2 separate regions of the Macaca mulatta genome follow, and region 1 is linked to region 2. The links are chromatin contacts, called in public Hi-C maps. All regions are on one chromosome and are shown on one strand. Each heading gives the region's core, a stretch centred on a gene start, on an enhancer-like site or on the middle of the called end of the contact. The rest is flanking DNA. Distances are from core to core; before and after follow the strand shown.

What was found. A called contact is a pair of places that touch in the nucleus more often than the background predicts.
Region 1: a contact with region 2 is called in a Hi-C map of fetal cortical plate, with 3 times the contacts expected there. The contact joins the promoter of SIAH2 here to the promoter of SELENOT in region 2. A contact is called at or near these places in 2 of 14 Hi-C or Micro-C datasets (fetal cortex germinal zone and fetal cortical plate).

The regions. Positions count from the first base shown.
Region 1 is chr2:53,799,079-53,805,827 of T2T-MMU8v2.0, forward strand. It overlaps SIAH2 (siah E3 ubiquitin protein ligase 2), which reads right to left and starts at 2,333. Exons shown (of 2, transcript NM_001194383.3): 1 at 1,289-2,333. The coding sequence starts at 1,705.
Region 2 is chr2:53,624,467-53,631,916 of T2T-MMU8v2.0, forward strand. SELENOT (selenoprotein T) reads left to right here and starts at 2,785. Exons shown (of 6, transcript NM_001159414.2): 1 at 2,785-3,007. The coding sequence starts at 2,871.

The sequences.
Region 1 (6,749 bases), core at 1,083-3,582, 170 kb after region 2:
CTTGTCCTATAAAATAAGCAGCACCAAGGAGAAATACAAGAAAGCCTAAAGGGCCCAAGAGGCAGAGCAAGTTACTTTTACAAAAAAACTGGAAAGTATTAATGACAATATTTCTACTTCTAATTTCAGAAAATGAACTTTACAGTATAGTTCTAGGTCATAATGAAGTAATGTAGACAAGTATGTCTGTGAAACTGCTCCTGAAGGTAAACAAATGTTACAATATGACCACACAATGCAATACTATACAGTCATTTAAAATACAGTGAAGTCGACTAGGTTTCAGGCATAGAGAAATATGTATGATAATATGAATTTAAAAACAGCAAGCTGCAGATGCCATTTTTGGAGAAAAACTTACATCTATGTGTGGGTATTAAAAAACCTCCCTGACATACACTGACATCTATGATTCTATATTTAGCTGCGAGGGTGTATGTATATATAGTTTAAAAAGATACACACTAAACCTAACAATGGTGGGAAAGGAGGGGAGAGGTCTTGGTCTTTCATTTTACTTATTGTCTTGGCTTGCATTTTTCGCAAGGGCATTGAAAACTTTTTACATTAAATAAAAAATGAACTGATGAGCTTTAAACAACTGTAACAACAGCTCTTGAGTGCCCTTGTTAATTTCTTGATTGACTGTTTTCACCCCACATAGTACAAAAACGCAGCCACAACTCCTCAGTCCTTCCCAGTCCTTGGAAGGCTAGGAGAGAAAAAGGCGTGGCTTGCAGGGTTTTCTTCTAGCTAGAAGAAAACAGGCTGTAGGCGCCCTTTTTTTAGCTACACTCCCGAGAGCTCCCACGTGTCAGGGGTGCGCAGACTGTAGGCGCGGGGTGCAGGACTCCAGTATCAATTCAGCCAAGCCGAGCGCTGGACAAGGGTGCGTTTAGCTCGCCCGTTTCTTCCCTCCTCAGTCCCCACATAGTCAGTTTCTCGGTCCAAGTTTTACTGGTGCGGCCCAGCCCTATCGAGCGTACCCGAATACATGTCTGCAGAGGACGCGGGCATTGGGCCGGGTGAGCTACGATGTTCTGACGACCAGCGAATGCCAATTAATCTGTTAACTGTCAATTAACTGTCAATTAACTCGGTAAATGTCAACCCAGAACTACTCCCAAAGTGGGTTTGAGGGAGGGTAGACGAAATGTAAACATTTTTTCTTTTTTTTTTTTTTTTAAATGAGAGATGCCGCCCGCCTTTCCGGGCCTGCCAGTGGGCTGGAGGATACCGGAGTCCCTGAGGTCACCGGCGGAGATACGCGGGCTGTCCCTGACCTTACCTTACAGGGAAACAGGACTGCCGAGGCCACCTTCTCCATAGCCAGGTTCCTGATGCTGGGCGTCAGGGCGCCCCTGCACGTCGGGCAGCAGCTCAACTTCTGGCGGCATTGGTTACACACCAGGTGCCCGGCCTGGCACTGCAGGATAGGAGGCAGGACATAGTCAAAGCAGACCGGACACTCGAAGAGCGAGGTCAGCTCGTGGTGCTGCGGGGACACCGGGCCGGCCCCGCCGCCGCCGCCGGGGCCCGAGATCACCGCCGCCGCGGCGGGCACCGCGGACGAGCCGGGGCCCGCAGCCGAGATGGTGGCGGCGGCCGGGGGCGCAGCCGGGGACGGAGTGTGCTGGGGCTGCGGCGGCGGCTGCTTGCTGCAGGGTTTATTAGCGCTGGGGCCGGTGGAGGACGGGCGGCTCATCGCGCTCCGAACCAACCATGGAACTGCGGGCGCCTGCCTGCCGCGGGGCCGCCCGGGTCAAGGCGGTGCGCGCCCCGCGGGCAGCGAGCTCCGAGGCAACGCCACGGCGCCCAGCCCAGGTCTGGGCGGCAGAGACTCTCGGCCTCCGGCAGGCGGAGGGCTGGACCGCGCTGATGCACTCCCCAGCCCCCGGCGTTCCGAGCACGCCTCCGCGTCGGACCCCGCGCGATGCCCTCCTCCCAGCGGCGTCCGGGCCCCGAACCCAGCGGTGCGCAAGGAGCCCCGGCCCACCCGCTTCTGGAGCGGCCGCTGACGCAAGCCCCGGGGGCGCGCGCGGACGTGACGCCTGGACACGTGTGCGGCCGCCCAGGCGCGCGGGGACTGGCAGAGCCACCCTGCGCCGGGGCGCTGGCTCCGCCCGGCTCCAGCTGGCAGCGCAGGGGGCCGCCTAGCGCCGGCGCTTCCTGCTCGGGCTGCGGGCCGGGCCTGCGCCAGTGAGCATGCCTGGCTCGCCGCAGCCCCGCGGGGTTGTCTTTTCCGGGTTGGCGAGGGAGGCCACTCTCGGGGAAGGCGTCGCCGAAGTCCTCTGGCCACACCCCGGGGTGCCTGGCCGACGCGTCCCTCAGCTCAAACGAGAAGGGCAACTTCAGGCTGGGCGGGGGCGTGGACGGTGGGTGGGACAGTACGCTGGCGGGCAGGGGCGGGGCGCCGGCGCCCCTGCACTGGTCGGAAAAAACCGAGAGGTTTGTCTTCTCAGGGTTGAGTCACCAGCGTGCAGGCGAGGAGGGCGACGCGGCCAACCGAGTTCTGTGTTCCGAGTCAGGACGGGAAGCATTGGGTGGGAGCAGGGCGAGGGGCCGAGTTGGGTCTGCAGGGGGCACAGGACCTAGTTTTGTACAGTTAACGGTGGGGTTGAGTAAAGAAGGGGGGCGGTGGGGAGGAGGTAAGCCCCCTTTATTCCTTTCCCAGCGGACCAGGAGGAAGCTTCGTTGAATTAAGCGCCCCTGGCTTGTATAGCCGAGGAGGGAGCTCATGGACAGCGTTGGCTAAGAGTTCGAGATCATCTAGGAATGCCAGAAACGTGGGTTGGGTCGTGAGGTCTCTGAAGACAGTAGGTGAGCCTCCAGTGTAGGGCGCTGAGTCCGCTTGGTAAAGAGCCGGCCGAAGTCCGAGTCTTTGTTGCGAGCTGTAGGCCACCCTGCGCGCCCAGCAGAAGCGCTAGAGAGGGCACCGTAGCCCGGAGTGAACCGCATGTCCAAATGTAACTGTGTGCTCCGAGTTAAATTGTTTTTCTGCAAACTTTGCTTAAGCCAACGATTCCAGAATTGGGGAAAGGGTTACCCTAGGTGGAAATCGGTATTTGTAGGAGCCACAGAGGTAAGGACCAACTATTAAGACTGAGTGAAAAATGGTTCCCTCCAACTGTAAAAGTGGAATAAAAACAATACCTATCTTATAGGTGGGGCAGTGAGGAGTAAATGAGTTTAATATGTTTCAAACTTTTGAAACAACCTCGCTCATCATAAGCACTATTTAAACATTAGCTGTTATCTTTTTAAAATATTAGTGGATGTTTAATATGAATGAATACAATTTGTCCAAGAAATACGGCGTTAGAGCCCAGAAGAAATAAAGTTTAATCTTACAAAGGGCTTCTATAGAATGACTGCATGCATGGAATTGATGGAATTTGGTATAAATCTTGAAAAAACGTAATAGTTGTAGATATTCAATCGTTCGGTAAATGTTTCCTGAGCATTTATCACGTATCAGCTACTATTGGAGCTCTGAGAATGGTTCTCATACAGTTTACATTCTAGTAAGAGAGCAAGGCCCAATAATCAAACACTCATGGGAGGGGAAGGATTTCAGATACCACAGGGGTGGGAAGGCATTATAGCAGGAGCTAAAAAGCACAGAGTGAAGGAATGAATTCTGGGATTGCATTGGGACTTGGAGGGGATATAACGGGAGCGTAGGGGTGTGGGGTTAGCACAAGCAGAGCCTCAACTGGCTTAATAAGACATTTACCTCAATGATGGGGTAAACCACTGTAGGGTTTTGTTTGGTTTTTTAAGAACACACAAGTAACAACACTAGCTTTTGTAGGTTTTTGAAAGCTCTTTAGTAACATGGCTGAACCTGAGTTTTTGGATAGGTGGGGAGCATAATATAATTAATGTTTATTGAGTGCCCACCGTATGTTGGGCATGAACAGTTTTAAGTATTTATCATAACTCTATATGATGAATACTACTTTTATCTCCATTTTACAGTTGAAGAAACCGAGACATAGGTTACTTTGCTCAAGATCACATAGCTGAGAATGTGGGAACATGCTCGGAGCCCTTCTTCTTAACTACTAGTCTGTATGCCTCTAAATTATGCCTGACTCCTACTTATAGTCTGGTTAAAGAGTTAAGATTAGCACACTCAACAGAGTCAGAAGACAGTTGTTCAGCCTATAATAAAGCACTGAATTTTGTGGGCAAACTTTACATAAACTCTTTCCTTAGCTGGTCTAGAGAGAAAAATTAAATCATATTCTATTTATTTCATTTTCACCTTTTTATGACACAAAACATAAGTGATGACACAAAAATCACCTACAGTTTTACTGTTATTGGAGAAAATGTAATATTTTTCATTCTTAGTTTAAAATCAAAGCATTTGGAATTTATTACTGGAATGCATTTTCTTTCCTTCCACTTCCAGCCTCTTGGTGTGATGATCCCCATTCCCATGGCTTCTTACTAGCTCTCATTAGGAGACTGGAGTCCTCACGCTTGCCCGGTTGACATGAGCTTTAAGTATTCCAGCTAGATAGGACCTGGTCATTCAGAAAGCAATTTGGTTTGGGAGGTGTTGAAACAAAGAACAGGAAAAGCAATTCTCTGCAGAGAGAATTTGGTTTATTTTTCTAAAAATACAACGAACCTATCCACTCTTACCCTGGCAGATGCCTCCCCTAGTATAGAGAAATTTCTTCTTTTCTTCCTTCTTCACATCATTGCACACCTGATTAAGTCAACCAGGGTAATTAAAAAACAAAACTGAAACCAAAAACTCTGGGCAGTTGCTGAAGGTAGGCAGGGGGAGAGTGGATAGGTCTGCTATGTGAGCCACATAAGTGACCAGGCTGGTCTTCCCAGTCGCCTTTCTTCTTCCTCCTTTCTTGGCGACTTTTGAAACAAAGAAAGGTGACCTTTGCACAGCAGGCACTGTGAGCTAGAGCCTCCTCTTCCAGAGGGCAGTGAGCTCAGAGGTCGCGTTTAGCGTGTACTCAAAATGTATGCTGAATTGAGTTGTTGCGAGGTTTATTTACCCTTGGGAGCGTCGCTGCTGCTTCTGGGCCTGTTTAGTGAGTGACTTTGTGGTCTGGGGGAGCAGGGTCCAGCCTTTTGTTATCTCCTGATTAATGACTCATTTACCACATCTGCTGTATGAGAGGTTGGCCTCATTCGCCCACCTACTGAGTCCCAGATTGCATATGTCAAGCAGGACACCTCTCCTTAACCCATCTGCTCTGTGCTAAGCTTGAAAGACCGGGGGTGTACTGAGTAGCCTTTTCTTTCCTTAAAATAGCAGGGTGAGTCTTAAAAAAAAACACCTCACAGGTGAGTTCCTAATCTCACTAAACTGCTGAGCTCAATGAGAAGTGCTCCAGCTAGGCAGACAAGCTCTTGCCCTTTTTTCTGTAACTTACAAATTGTGTGGTTTTGCAAATCAGGCAACTTCTGCCATCAGGCAAATGGTGTGCATTTACAGAGCAAATTGTGGTTGGCTTTTTGGAGATGACTCAGGTATGCATTGGAGCCTGCTGCATGGAAATTCCTCATCAGGGGAGGCTTATGGGGAATCTGTAGGTGATGTAAGGCCCCCGGGTAATTAAAGTAGGAACTTTCAACTTCATCTGTTTCTGGGGTAATTGCCAAATACTCAAACTTCTTTTGAATAATTGTAGATCTCTTAATTCAAGTCTTTTTTTTTTTTTTTTTTTTTTGAGACAGAGTCTCACTCTGTCGTCTAGGCTTAATGCAGTGGCTGGATCATGGCTGACTGCAGCCTCGACCTCCCAGGCTCAAGGGATCCTCCTGAGTAGCTGGGACAACAGGCACGTGCCATCATGCCCTGCTAGTTTTTTAATTTTTGTAGAGAAGGGGTCTCGCTATGTTGCCAAGGCTGGCCTCAAACTCCTATACTCAAGTACTCCTAATTCAAGCATTTTTTGAACAACCATCATGGACTTAGTACTGTGTACTAACAGTAGTTCTATGTATTCGCATTATTTTTGTATCCACACTTAGCTAATTAGTGCTTACCCTGTTCTAGGGAGTGTTCTAAGTACTTTACATATTTTAATTCTTTTAATTCTCACAATGTCTTTTATAGGGTAGATCTTTATAGATGACACAACTGAGGTACAGAGAGGCCAAGAGAGTTGTAGGAAGTCGTCATTAAGAAGGCTCCCAGGATCCCTCCTCCTGGTGTTGCCCGATATGTAACACCTTTCCTGTGAATGAGGGCTGATCCTGCTTTAAGTGAACAGAATATGGTCAAAGTGATAGAATGTCACTTCCGAGATTAGGTTAAAAAAGACTATGAATTCTGTCTTACTGAACCTGCGTTCCTTTCGCTCGCTGTCTTAACTTGAGCTATTATAATAAAATATCATAAACTAGGTGGCTTAAATAACAAACATTTATTTCTCACAGTGGTGGAGGATGGGGAGACCAAGGTCAAGGTGCCACAGGTGTCTAGCGATGGCTTGCTTCCTAGTTCACAGACGGCAGCCTTCTCACTGTGTCCTCACATAGCAGAGATAGGAAGGAAGCTCCCTCAGGATTCTTCTAAGGATACCAATCCTCTTCATGCGGGCTCCACCCTTAGAACCTGCTCTAATCCTGATTACCTCCCAAAGACCCTGCCTGCTAATACCATCACATTAGGGATTACAGTTTCAATATGTGAATTTTGAGGGGACACAAGTATTCAGTCTATAACATTCTCTGAGCCCTCTCTATGGATGAAGCCAGCACCATGT
Region 2 (7,450 bases), core at 1,535-4,034:
CATTCTCCTGCCTCAGCCTCCTGAGCAGCTGGGACTATAGGTGCCCGCCACCACGCCTGGCTAATTTTTTGTATTTTTAGTAGAGATGGGGTTTCACCGTGTTAGCCAGGATGGTCTCGATCTCCTGACCTTGTGATCTGCCTGCCTCGGCCTCCCAAAGTGCTGGGATTACAGGCGTGAGCCACTGTGCCTGGCAAGGTATGCAAAATTTATCAGGTCCAGGGAAACAGGAGTATGGAACTTCAGTCACACCACCCCTGATGCCTGGGGGCAATTTTTAAAATACATTTTATGGCTAGCTGTACCACCCATTATCTTATTTTTTTTGAGACGAGGTCTCACTCTGTCACTCAGGCTGAAGTGCAGTGGAGCCATCAGGGTTCACTGCAGCCTCGACCTTCCTGGCTCAGGTGATCCTCCCACCTCAGTCTCCTAACTGGGAATACAGGTGTGTGCCACCATGCCCAGCTAATTTTTAAATTTTTTGTAGAGGCAGGGTTTCATCATGTTGCCCAGGCTGGTTTCCTAGGCAGACAGAGTGAGACTATGTCTTAAAAAAAAAAAAAAAAAAAAATCTAATTTTACTGGAAAGGGGTTCTGATCCAGACCCCAAGAGACAGTTTTTGGATCTCACTCAAGAAAGGATTGGAGGCAAGTCTATGGAGTAAAGTGAAAGCAAGTTTATTAAGAAAGTAAAGGAATACAAGTTAGGCTACTGCATATACAGAGCAGCCCTGAGGGCTGCTGATTGGCTATTTTTATGGTTATTTCTTGATTATATGCTAAACAAGGGGTGAATTATTCAAGAGTTTTCTGGGGAGAAGGGCAAGAATTTCCCAGAATAAAGAGTTCCTCTTCCTTTTCAACCATATAGGGTAGTTTCCAGACGTTGCCATGGCATTTGTAAACTTTCACCGTGCTGGTGGGGGTGTCCTTTAGCATGCTAGTGTGTTAAATTAGCATATAATAAGCAGTAAAGGAGATAGCATGCAAATATATTATAATTAGCATATAATGAATGAGCAGTGAGGACGACCAGAGGTCACTTTTGTCGCTATCTTGGTTTTGGCTTCTTTACTGTATCTTGTTTTATCAGCTGGGTCTTTGTGACCTGAATCTTGTGCTGACCTCCTATCTCATCCTGTGAGTAAGAATGCCTAACCTCCTGGGAATGCAGCCCAGCAGGTATCCACCTCATTTTACTTAGTCCCTACTCAAGATGAAGTCACTCTGGATTGAACACCTCTGATAAAAGAACCACTCAGCACCCCAGCTCCATTTTCCAAATCATCCAATCAAGCCTCAGATCCTAACACCTCCTTATTGAGTCTTCTCATGGTTTCCCGTGGTGTGCGTTCCCCTGTCTTAGTCCATCTGGGCTGCTATAACAGAATAACTGAGATTGGGTAATTAATAAAGATACAGATTTATTTCTTACAGTTCTAGAGGCTGAAAATTCCAAGATCAAGGGCTCCACATCTTATGGGGACTTTGTGTTCTGTCGTCCAATGGAGGAAGGTAAATGTGCAGGAGAGTGCAAAAGTGAAAGAGCAATAGACAGAAATCGAAACCTTAAGCCCTTTCATAATTGGCATTAATCCATTCAAGTCCTTTCATAATTGGCATTAATCCATTCATGAGGGTGGACCCCTCCCATAGGCCCCATCTCCCAACACTGTTACATTGGGCATTAAATTTCCAACACATGCTTTTCGGGGGATATATTCAAACCATAGCATCCCTCTTGCTGCAATTAATAATAAACAAAATTGTTCAATTACTGGTGTGTTCCTGGTCTTAAAAGTTTTTGACTTGTTCTAAAAGACACATCAACCAATGACAATGTATAAATTTAATTTTGATTCTTATTTTAACAAATGAACAGTAGGAAAATAAGTAGTTATTGAGACATTTGAACACTATTTAATACTAAGCAATTACTATTTTTTAAAGGTGAGATAATGATACTGTGGTCATTTTTTTTTTCAAACAATAGTTCTTTTTTAGAGATATGTGCTTAAATAATTGTAAGCCAGGCATAGTTGCCTGTGCCTGTGTTCCTAACCACTTGGGAAGCTGAGGCAGGATTGCTTGAGCCCAGGGGTGTGAGGCTGCAGTGAGCTATCATCATGCTACTGCACTTCAGCCTGGGTGACAGTGAGACCGTGTTTAAATATATAGAGATGAAATGATATGACGTCTGAGATTTGCTTCCAAATATGCCCAGGAAGGGAAGAAGTGTTTAGAGATATAGACAAATCAAGAACGTCAAAATGTTAGTAACTGTTAAAGCTTGCTAAGGTAGTTACTCTATTTTTGTATAATATACGTTTGGAATTGTTCAAAGGTTTCTTAAAACTTATGTTTAATATTCTTTTAGGAGAAAGCAATATTGTAAGATCAAAGAAAAGGCCATAAACAGGGCACCCCAAAAATTTCAGCATTACCATTCTGAGGGTCAGGAGTCTCCTCCCTCCTATCCGCCAACACTTGAATCAGGGCTGTCAAGTAGGTGTTTCCAAGTGTCTCAGGCAGATAAATGGATAAATTGCAAAACTGGATATAGAACTCAAATCTGCCTCATACATGGGCCCTGTGACACCCCACCAGCTCCTTTGCTCCCTCTCTTCCTTTCTTATGCCGTCCCAGAGTCTTGCACACTACCAAGATGGTGGTGAGTCAGGACAGTAAAACAGGTCGGCTCTTCACTCCAGTAGTGCGCGCAGGCGCCGGGCCGCGCAGGCGCATTACTGCTCCCCTCCCCCGACCTTGGCTGATCGCGCCTGCGCAGTGGGGAGCAGCTCGCGCCTGGGCTTTGGGCTGGCTGCAGTCTTAGTCTGAGGGCGGCCGAAGCGGCTGGCTCAATTAAGATGAGGCTTCTGCTGCTTCTCCTAGTGGCGGCGTCGGCGATGGTCCGGAGCGAGGCCTCGGCCAATCTGGGCGGCGTGCCCAGCAAGAGATTAAAGATGCAGTACGCCACGGGGCCGCTGCTCAAGTTCCAGATTTGGTGAGTATGTGCAGTGGGCCCCGGCCACCCCGCCGCGCCTGTGCTCGGCGCCGCTGGGTACGCGAGGCCCCGGCTTCGCGGCCTAGCTGGCTGCATCTTCGCTGGCCTCGCAGAACGGTGCGGGAGCCCTTCCACAGACAACCTTCTCGCGGGCCCTTTTAGAGCGGTCAGGCCGCCCTCCTTTTCCAGGTACAACTGCTCACTTGATTTTTGCCTCCTAGAACAGTGGGAGTGGGGAAAGAGGGCGCGAGAAGGTTAAACGCTGAAAGGCGAAGACGGGGGGACACCTGTTAGTACGGAGGACCTGTCGGCGGCGTCACGCCATAGCCACCCCGACTGCCTGCGGAGATGGGGATGAGTAGGCGCCGCGTCAGCGGAGGAGCGCCAAGCATTTGTCAGTTCACTTTTCCTGCCTTCTTTTCCGGGGTTATGTTGGGCGGCCTCGCTCCCTGGCTAGGTGAAGGTTAATTCGGGTCGTTGGAGAGGATCCGGGAGTGACAGACGCCGTTTTTCTCCAGGACTTGCTGGGGGGACTGTTGAGTTTGCGAATGGGGCGTCTGACAGCTGGAGGGCGTGAAGGGGAGGTCTGGGGATGCTGGTTCTGTTTGCCATTTCCAAAGTGTCAGAAAAGGAGCACGTTGTTCTTCTAAACTTTGACAGTTCGCTCGCATTCACCCCTCACCTGCCTCCCAGGAGTTGCCTGCTCTGGCATCTCGTTCTACCTTTCAGTTGTCTTGTGTATTCACAGAAAAGATCTCGGCAGTTTTCGACAGTGTTCTTTAAATTATTTTGTTTTTAACCTAATCGTTAGGAACAGGGCAATGATGCCTTTTATACGGTAAGGGAGGTTGCGGGTGGGGATTGAAAAGCTCCAAAGATTGGGGGAAAAAACACCAAAATTGTAAAATTATAGAAATGAGAATCTTAAACCCCCAAAGATGACATTTTCTCAGGATAAACTGACCATCCCAGGATAGCCAGATTAGTAAATCATCAGAGTCCTGATACATCGGAATGCTGGTGTTGGCCATCATTCACTTAAACCCTTCTTTTAAGAACTTCATGTATTAGTATATTAAAGTTTAGATTTTCTACTTCTCCAACTAGCTTTTTGCTTACTCACTGAACACCAAGCAAATCTTTAAAATAATTTTTAAAAATCAGTTTAAGGTGATGTTTGAGTTAGAAAATAAGATGGTGAGACTTTATTTTTGGAGTAAAAACTAAAAACATTGCAATTTCTTCTGAGTAAAAACAAACAAGGCCTGGCGCGCTGGCTCATGCCTGTAATCCCAGCACTTGGGGAGGCCGAAGCTGGCGGATCACCTGAGGTCGGGAGTTCGAGACCACGGGAGTTCGAGACCAGCCTGACCAACATGGAGAAACCGCGTCTCTACTAAAAATATAAAAATTAGCCTGGCGTGGTGGCGCATGCCTGTAATTCCAGCCACTTGGGAGGCTGAGGCAGGAGAATCGCTAGAACCCGGGAAGCGGAGGTTGCAGTGAGCCGAGATCGCGCCATTGCACTCCAGCCTGGGCAACAATAGCGAAACTCCGTCTCAAAAAAAGAAGCAAAAAACCTCCCTGTACGGTGTACTATGTGCCTGAAATATATCATCTTTCATGTAATACTGCAAATGGGAGGATGGTTTAACCATTAACTTTTTTCCTTAATTTTTAAATTAGAAGGTAGTAATCATTTTACCAACCTAAAGATTGTTAAGTGTTGTGATACTTACAGATTTAAGTAGTTTAAAAACTGCAGTTTTCAAATTAATATAATTTTTCTGTATCCTACTTTATCTCTTGGTTGCATTTTTGCTTTTCCAAAATATCACTTTTACATTTGCTTGTTTTGGAACACTTGTCACAATGATTTACCAGGTGTATCTTCCACCAACGCTATTCATAGCAAGGTTTTCAAAATGTGTAAACAAACGTAGGGAAGGGCATTCAGTCCTTCAAATAAACTTAAAAAAAAAAAAGTAGTAAGTACTTCACTTGAACTTTTGATACTTTGTTTTTCTTTGTTTTTAAGTACAGACCTGTCCCAAAAGCCTAATAATTTTCTTTTACAGTCACCCTGAGCATGTTATATAACAAAAATACTTCCATTTTAAAAATTATTTTTATTTTTATTTTTCTGACACTATCCACCAGAGATCATTTTTTAAAATCTGTAGATGGGAAATAACTTTATTAATATGACCCACCAAATACATATCACCTTAGCTTGTTGTTTGTTGCTTTTTCCCCCATAGATTAATCTGTTTGTGGTAAAGTGAATATTGGATTTCTGGTTTTGCTAGAATCTTTTGACATTAATTTGCAAGTTTGTTTGAGAAAGGACAGGAAGCTAATACATTTGAGGATAAACGTGAGAATTTTAAAATTCTATTTGAAGTCAGCATTATAAAATGCAGTTTTTCATTAATTACCACTGCTAACAGTCAAAAGAGAACTATTTTACCTTCATTTCAACTGACTGTTTCCCCTCATATTGATCATGAGTACTTTATCAAAAATAACTATACCTCAATATCTCACCTGGTAATTGTACCACTTTTGCAATTGTTAGTCAACAAAATAGCAACACAGTGCTGAGAGATCAACCTTGTAGAGTAACTTACCTATTCTCGTTTTTTTTTTCCTTTCTTTCTTCCTTTTTTTTTTTTTTTTTTTTCTGAGACAGAGTCTCTCTGTGTCACCCAGGCTGGACTGCAGTGGCATGATCACAGAGCCTTGACTTCCTGAGCTCTGATGATCCTCCCACCACAGCCTCCCAAGTAGCTGGGACTGCAGATGCGCACCACCACGCCCGGAATTTTCGTGTTTTTTGTAGAGACCTGGTCTTGCCATGTTGCCCAGGCTGTGTGTAATACCTGATGTATGCCAGGAACTAAATATGCTAAAGATGTGACCATCTCAAGAACCTATCAGACTGGCATAGTATTACTTGTGTATCTGAGTCTTTGGTTTATTATATCGATTGAGCAATATAATTAGATAAACTTTTGATTATATTGGCTTCATACTTGGAAAAAATTTATTCCACTTATTTGGACGTTTAACATTTAACATAGAAAAAGGAAGTTCTCTAATCAGAGCTTAAAATTCCGTTGTTTTTGAGACAGAGTGTTGCTCTATCGCCCAGGCTGGAGTGCAGTGGTTGGATTTCAGCTCACTGCAACCTCTGCCTCCCCGGCTCAAGCGATTCTCCTGCCTCAGCCTCACAAGTAGCTGTGATTTAACATGTAATCAAATCTATATCATTGAATTAGTTGCAGTTTAAAGAGATTATTGGCTACAACCCATTACAGTTAATATTTACTTGAACATTTGACAATTGATTTGCTGAGAATAGTAGATTAAATGAAATTGAGATTTCAAAACATAAGTAGAATATGGCAGGATTTTCAAAGTTTTGTTAATTTGAGAATCTACTGCTGTAATTTTAGGACAGCCAACTTCTAAATATAGTTTTAAGAAGTAAATGAAAAACGGTTACAAAAACAGATTTTTATTTAAATTTACAACTACTCAGCCTTGGCTTTCATAGTATGACAGCAAGAAAATAAAGACCAAAGGCTGATTTGGATATTGATATACATCAAGATTAGTAGTAAAATGCTGAATTGGAGAAATTGTGAGTTACAGAGATCATGTTGGTTACTTTACTGTAGACTTGATATTTGCATATTCAACAGATATTGGAGCACTTACTCTGTGCAGGCACTTTGCTTCCTGCAGAGAATTCAATTCAGTACTCTCATGGACTTCACAGCAAGAGCAGATGCAGCCATTAATCCATGTACTGACCACACACATAAAATTCAATTTGTGTTAAGTGCTGTGAATAAAGATTATGTATGTGGTAGTATGAGAGATAGCTAGTCGGGATCAGGGAAGGTTTCCGTGAGGAAATGAACTTTGAACTGAGATTCGAAGGATAGGATTTATTTGGCGAGAACTTTCCAGGCAATGGGAGTAACACGTGCAGTGTTCTTATAGTAGGAAAGACCACAGTTTTATTTGGCGAGAACTTTCCAGGCAATGGGAGTAACACGTGCAGTGTTCTTATAGTAGGAAAGACCACAGTTTTACCAGAGAAGCCTAAGCCTACTGACCTCAGAGACCTAAAAGAAGGTGCCGTTAAGAGCTTGAGGGTCTGGCAGGCCATGCTTAACAAAGACCATTTGGTTTCCTTGTGGAAAAGACATTCCAGGAGTCAAAGAATAGATGGGAAACCATTTAGGGTGGCTTTTGGAGTTGTCCAGGCAAGAGATGATGGAACTTGGAAAAGAAAGGAGGTGGTAGAAATAGAAAGAGACGTATTTGAAAGATCTTTATGTGGTAAATTTAACAGCTTTTAATGATGAATTATATGTTTGTGGGGAAAAAGAGGTGGCATGAAGTGAGAGATGTCAAAGATGATTCCTGAGT